2 separate regions of the Mus musculus genome follow, and region 1 is linked to region 2. The links are chromatin contacts, called in public Micro-C maps. All regions are on one chromosome and are shown on one strand. Each heading gives the region's core, a stretch centred on a gene start, on an enhancer-like site or on the middle of the called end of the contact. The rest is flanking DNA. Distances are from core to core; before and after follow the strand shown.

Region 1 (3,354 bases), core at 780-3,279, 130 kb after region 2:
TTTTCACATTGCCCATCAGGAGGAGTTGGGGAACAACCAGAGCCCAGAGGAGATCCTCCATCCTGGCTACGTGCTGCAATAGCCAGAAAATTTTTATAACTCATCAGTGCCTGGGCCACACCCCAGACACCTAGAGCGGGCCAGAAATCTTGACAGGCTAAAAAGTCTTCCTTGCACCACTGACTGTGTGTGGCAAGCCACCCAGGTTGAGGGTCCCTTGCTACGCGGTGCAGTCTCTGCTGTCCCCATCCTGTCCTCCTGAGTAAGCTTGCTCATTGTAAGGGCTCAGAACTCAGCATAAGGACAGAGTGGACCACTGATATCTGCTCTCGATGACTAGGTCATCCAGGGCACTGAGGCACCTCTGAGAGCTTTGCTCTGAGAGATTTTCTCATCCCTGGAAGCTGAGGAATTTTGGTACTTTGGACCACTTTCCTTAGAAATCTGACTCTATAGCTCCCAGAGGTTGGCCAAAGGTAGCTAATTTTGTAGCTATGGAGCCAAGGGCCAATAGAGTGGGGCACTTCCAGGAAGGCTCCCAAGGCAAGCCTTTCTGGCTCCTATTGATTCAACCTCTGCCATCCCAGCTTCCCAGGCAGGCCTGATACTGCAGTTGGGTCCAGGAACTAAGAGATAACAGGTAACACACTTAGAAATGACAGGCATCGGAGTGGCCTGACTGCTATGTGCAGGATGCAGAGTTGATGGGGAGGCCAGCAGGAGACACAGTGTGTGCATTTGCAGGTGACACAGTGTGCCATTTGGATAGAAGTGCTCTTGCTTTTTTGACTTCCAGGTTTATGGATCCAAACCCGAGGCTATATCCCCACTCCACCATAAAGAGTCTGTGAGTCTAGAAGGTCAGAGAAACACTGGGACTCCTCTTTGGGATCTGAGTGCCTCTGGGCGAGATACACCCAGGGTGGGTGGACCCACAGGAGATTTTCCTAGGGACTTGGTGTCCCTGGCACCCTGTCCATCGTGACTGGGCTGCCACAGTAGCAAGGGATCAGTTGAGAGTCAGGGAAAGGGGACACTAGGCCTCTGGAGGCGGTGCTCTGCCACCCCTTACACGCAGAGACCTTCATCTGGGGATGGGGTTCTTATTGGAGGGCTTCTCCTCTCTAGTGGCAGACTGGAAGGTCACAGGTAGGCACCCAGAAGGCTCATTTCCTTTCTTCTTACCCGGATGGACCTCTGTATAAACTGACAGCATGACCACTCCAGGTAGGCTTTTATTGCAGAAGAGAGAGAGAGAGAGAGAGAGAAGAGAGAGAGAGAGAGAGAGAGAGAGAGAGAGAGAGAGAGAGTATTTAGTCTAGGCTACTCCCCACAGTTACCTGGCAACAGCCAGGTGTGCCTGACTCACTATAAAAGAGGCTGCTCTCCCTCACCTCTCTCTCTTGCTCTTCTGCCCTTGTCCCCTAACCTTCCTCCCCCTCTCTCCCCATTTCTCCCCCCTCTCTCTCCACATGCTCATGACTGGCCTCTTCTCTCAACTCCCCTCCCTATGCCCTGAATAAACTCTATTCTATACTATACTGTCATGTGTGTGGCTGGTCCCTCAGGGGGAAGGGATGCCTCAGCAGGGGCCCACAGAGGCACCCCTTCCCCCACACCTTACCTCACCTCCACCAAACACATTCCGTCTCTCTTTAGTTTTAAAAGACACAACAGAGAGAAGGAGTGGGAGAGTAGAATAGCTATAGTCATCTGTAAGAGTCCAGAGCAGAAAATAGCAGGGGAGAGAGAATAGAGAAGACATGATGAAAGGAGTAGGGGACAGCACAGAGAGGAGAGGGAGGGAGAGGAGAAAGAGGAGGGGGGAGGGACAGAGAAGGGAGAGAGGAAGAGGGGGGAGGAGGGAGGGAGAGAGGGTAGGGGTAGGAGGGAGAGAACATAGTGGGGGTGGGGGTGGGGGGACAAACTGCCAGGTTAAGTTGAGAATGAGTAGCTGTGGGGGAAGGGAAGCCCAGGAGCTGGAGGAAGTGAAAAGACCGGGAAGCCAGCGTTACCTTTGAAAGGGGTGACAGATACTAGCAACAAGGAGCAGACCTGGAGGCCAGCTTGTGCTTTGGTATGCTAATAGGCACCACAGGTAGCCGTTGGTCCCTTCTGCCACTGGTAAGGGAAATGGCTCCTTTTGGTAGAGGGAAACTAGGTTCACCGGTCCCTGAGAAATACTGGCTTTTATCTAGTCACGGGAAATTCTCCTGTGGTCCAGGCTGAGCCCATTTCTGGCTATTTGGACCGCCTTTTGGGAGTTCGGGGAGTTGGAGTCTCCTCTGGCTCTAACAACTTGCTTGTGCAGCCTGCCCAATTTCCTGGGTATGAGTGTGGATCCTGAGGAAGAATTTACAACCCTGTTACCAGGAAGAGCTAGAAACTTTGAAACTCTGACAGGGACTTCCTGTAAGCCATGGGGCTCCTAGGGTCAGCCTTCTAGAGCCTAGAGTCCAAGAACCCTCTCTCAGGCCTGAGCGGTAGATGGGGCTTCATTAAGATTGTGCTCAGTTAGAGGTCCTTCAAGTATGGCTTGTAGGTCTGTGTCTCAGATACTCAGCCAGGGTTTTCAGGGTCTGATAATTTTTTTGTTTTGAAATGGGAGAGGCCCTAGCCCAGGCCTGTGTTGAACTCCTGAGCTCAAATGATTCTCTAGACTCAGCCTTTGGAGTAGCTAAGACTGCAGGGGTGTGTCATCTCACCCTTGTTCTCTAAATGAGTGAGCTGGGAGGGGCTGAGTCCCTCTCCGAGCTGCCCCTGGCGCACACCATGTCTGAGTGCCGGCTGACCATACACATGTCAGCTTCTAGACTCCTCCTGTCACCTTGCAAAGGCCAAGATAATTTGGAGGTCACACGGGCCAGGCCTCCTGTGATGGGCGACTTTCCTCTCTGCCCCCTCCGTTCCACGTGTAGCTCCTCACTCTCCCAGCCACAGCCATAGCCAGCCAAGGATTGCAAGAGCCTGGTGGTAAATTCCAACCCAGCTACCCTCCTCATCAGGTCGGAAGTTTACAGGATCTGTCCCCTTGCCTTCCCAGATAGGTGTGCCAAAAGCTTATAACCTGGAGATCCCAAGGAAGGAATTCGAGGCGGGAAGGGAGGACCAATGAGAAGAGCCCCAGCCCTTTGGTGCAGGAAGACTGGGACCAATGAGAAGAGCCCCAGCCCTTTGGTGCAGGAAGACTGGGACCAATGAGAAGAGCCCCAGCCCTTTGGTGCAGGAAGACTGGGACCAATGAGAAGAGCCCCAGCCCTTTGGTGCAGGAAGACTGGGACCAATGAGAAGAGCCCCAGCCCTTTGGTGCAGGAAGCCTGGGACTGTTCTTCATGAGCAGTTTTAGAGCATCAA
Region 2 (3,675 bases), core at 979-3,478:
TAATTCCCCGGTGAAGCAGCTGGTTTGGGAGTCACACGCAGAGACCCTTAAGTTTTCCCCCATAGCACGGATGAAAGCTCACATCCTTGTAAGTACTGAAGGAAGCTCTTTGGCATTCCTGCACCCTAGTGTGCTTCATACAGCAAAAATTCATGTTGGGTACAGGCTCTGGGTTATGCAGGGGGGGTTAGTGAAGGGACTTTTGGAGGATACCTCATTTGAACTGTTTGGTGATGAAACTACACAGAAGTGGCCATTAGAAGGAAGGGTTCATTATGTCAACAGTAATCATAACAATTGTAGCAGTCACCCAGTGTCCGCCCAGGTGTTTTATTTATAGCTTCTCCAATTAAATCCTTGTAAAAGCCCTGCAAGTCAGGCCTTACCGCTGGTGCTTAACCGAGGCTAGGAGAGTTTAATTTTCCCAAGGCCACACCATTGATAAATACCAGTGCTTAGTCCCGCTTGACTGACACCTTTGGGATATATTGTATCATAGTATCTCAAGATGTCACTGGCTAAAGATATGGAAGTAAACCAGCCTCTAGAAGACTCAGCTTCCATTCTTGGAGATTATTAGCTTGCTGCAAAAAATGTAGACAGCAAACCTTTGCTTTCAAGACGGCTCCGCCCCCACCCCCTTTGTTTTCTTGAGTAGAGAGCCCTGTTCACAGCATAGGTTCCTAGAGTCCTTCCTGGCAGGGCCCTGGTTCCCTACGAGGTAGCTGTGGCCACAGGTGACTTGTGTTTTTCATCATTCACTGATGGCATGCTTTTGTTCAGTTCATGCCCACTTCCTGGTCTCTTCCTGCAGGGCACTGTATTCTGTGCTGGGGAACTGAAGCTTGACAAATTGAGGCCAGCTTGTCTCCAAATGGAATCCATCCCTCTCACTACAGGAGAGAGGGGGGAAAAATATCAAGATCCAACTATCCTCCTCTTCGGTCTCTCTCCCTGCCCTGGCAGGGGATACAGGTAATATCTCTCAGGGCCTGCGTGTGGATGGGCAACTGGGAGCTTGAAGCTAGGCCGGGCAGAAAGCAGCTGCTCTCCACAGGCAAGGAGGGAGGCATAAGGTCAGTGAACGGGTCACAGGGATGGGATGACCCTGTTCTGGAGGAAGTGAGAAGGGATGCTTGGGAGCCAGCCTGAGTGATGGCTTGTGGAGTAAGCTTGACTGGGGCTTCCCCAAATTCTTCATCAGAGTCTCTGGGATGTATCAGAGATCCTTAACCGGTTTAGGGAGACAAGGGCTTCCTAGAGCAAGGGATGAAATGTAAAAACCACTCTCCAGTATGTGAAAGCACCCATGCACACAGACAGCCATGTACAGCCATAAGCACACACTCACATACATTCCATGTTTTGGAGGGGGGGGCTGGCATGGACCACAGGTTAAAAGCCCAGATACAGGTTGATTTACAGTAAAGGAGAACTAGGATAATAAAAGTTCGTCACATGTAAAAATAAGCTTGCTGGGCATGGGTGGCACAGGCCTTTAATCCTGGCACTTGGGAAGCAGAGGCAGGCAGATCTCTGTGAGTTCAAGGCCAGCTTGGTCTACATAGCAAGTTCCATGCGGGCCAGGGCTACATAGTGAGACCCTGTCTCAAAACAAACAAACAAACAAACAAACTGTAAACCAAAATACAAAATAAAAAGTTTACTAAGGTTTTATGAGTTTTTTTTGTTTTTGTTTTTGCTTTCTGGAAAGTGTGTGGCATGTGAATTTTAGGGAACAGACATGCTAACTAGAGGCTGACCTCTGATGGTGGGATAAGGGAAGATTTCTACGTACCCGTCCCTTCTCACTAAATAAAACAGCATTCTTTTCTTTTGAGACAGCATCCAAGACTCAGGGCGCACCTGGGGAAGAATAAAGAGACCAACCGACTCTAGGCCTCAACGACTTGGGCTGGGGACTGGCTATATTAGCCTAGAGCCCTTCGCCTGGCCAGGGCACTTCATTATTGTTTTTGATTAGTTTGTGTCTCTTTAACTCATTTCCTTTATTCCTCGCGCGTTTCAGCCTGGCAAACAACGTAATGTTATTTATACCAACCCCTACGCGCGGCCCCCACCCCGACCTCAGGTCTGAGACGCTCTCCCGTGCACGCGCGCCCCAGAACCAGGCGCTCTCGGTCGGGCGGCACATGCGTGCGCGCCCTCGCGCACGGCGGGCACGCGCACGCGCGCGTCTCCGCCCGCAGCTCGCCCCCCCACCCCCTCCCGTTCCCGGGCGGCGGGTCTGAAGCGGCGGCGCGATGAGCTGGCCGGCCGCCCCCGGCTCGGGGCTGTGAGGCGCTCGGGGCCGGGGTGCGCGGCGGCGCGGCGGGCGGCGGACGCTCCTGCTCGGCGGCGGCCATGCGCGCGGGCCGGGGCGGCGTCCCGGGGAGCGGCGGCCTGAGGGCCCCGCCGCCGCCGCTGCTGCTGCTGCTGCTGGCGATGCTGCCCGCCGCCGCCCCGCGGTCCCCGGCCCTGGCCGCCGCTCCTGCGGGACCCAGCGTGAGCCTCTACCTGAGCGAGGACGAGGTGCGCCGGCTGCTTGGTGAGTGGCGCGGCTCCCGGGGCCTCGTGAGCCCGCGGTGCTGCCGCTGCGCCGCCCGCGCTCTCTCTCTCTCTCTCCCTCTCTGCAGCCTCCCTGCGCGTGTCACTCTAGGCCGCGGAGCTCCGGAGCCTCGGAGTCGGCGCTCGGGACACGGGTGGCCGCTCCTTAGCCTGCTGTGGGTGGCCCACAGGCCACGCCGCCGCCGTGCGCTTGCTTTCTGGTTAGCGAGTGGGGGGCAAGGTGAGCCGGGCGCCCTGAGTTGTGTGGCATCCTGCACACCTTCGGGCCGACCGGATCCCAAGCATCGGGGTTTGCCTTGGGTTCCTTGAGTGTGACCTGATGCTGCCGTTCCAGGCCACTTGCCTACTCTGCAGACCCTGAAGCGAGAGGAGAACTTGGCTTTGGGGTCCGTCGGCGGTGGTTCCGTTTACCTGTTTAGCCCGTTGTTTGGGGAGTCCGACTCTGCCCTCCGCTTGGAACTCTGTGCATTCTGAAAATCAGCCCTTGAAGGAAGGCCTGGCCAGCCATCAAAAGGAAGTCTCTGATAGTTAGGGATACCCAGCTTTTGCCGTCTTTTGTGCATTAAGGCAGTCCCTTCACTTTTTATCGGGGTGTTTTAGAGTGAAGTGTTGGAACTGGAAAGGTCTCCCCCTAAATATCCATTAAGTGTCACTTTTTTAGTGAGCGAGTATGCCTCCCCCAAGTGTGTGTGTGTGTGTGTGTGGTGTGCGCGCGCGTGTGTATGCGTATGTGTGTATTAGAGGAGGTTTTTTTGTTTGTTTGTTTGTTTGTTTGTTTTGTTTTGTTTTTCCTTTCCAGACAGGGACTTTATGTAGCCTGGGCTGTTTTGGAATCCACTATGTAGACCAGGTTGGCCTCAAGCTCACAGAGAGCCTTCTGCCTGTTAGAAGAGTTTCTTAGGGTCTGTTGAGAGAGTTTAGCCTCGGAATGAAAACTGCTTTTAGCAGACTGTTTAGACATAGTTGTATGTGTAGGTTTATCGGCTTTAACTAAAGAACTGTGTTTTCCTAACATCCTAATTTAACCTTCCTTATAGTCTAGTTGAATTAGCTGAATTTAGTCTAGCAGAATTGAAATGGCATCTGAGTTACGCCTGGAGCATGGGA

What was found. Hi-C and Micro-C count contacts between places; a contact is called where the count stands out from the background.
Region 1: a contact with region 2 is called in a Micro-C map of embryonic stem cells, with 2.7 times the contacts expected there. The contact joins the enhancer-like site here to the promoter of Ryk in region 2. A contact is called at or near these places in 2 of 39 promoter capture datasets (liver and pre-B cells) and 1 of 484 Hi-C or Micro-C datasets (embryonic stem cells).

The regions. Positions count from the first base shown.
Region 1 is chr9:102,959,527-102,962,880 of GRCm38.p6, forward strand. No RefSeq gene overlaps it. Among named protein-coding and RNA genes, the nearest start is that of Gm31434, 41 kb to the right of the region's middle. Within about 2 kb of position 2,030, at least 28 of the 459 cell types and tissues checked have an H3K27ac peak or open chromatin away from gene starts, as enhancers often do. A contact at or near this core is called in embryonic stem cells, where this site is marked.
Region 2 is chr9:102,832,692-102,836,366 of GRCm38.p6, forward strand. Ryk (receptor-like tyrosine kinase) reads left to right here and starts at 2,229. Exons shown (of 15, transcript NM_013649.3): 1 at 2,229-2,548. The coding sequence starts at 2,365.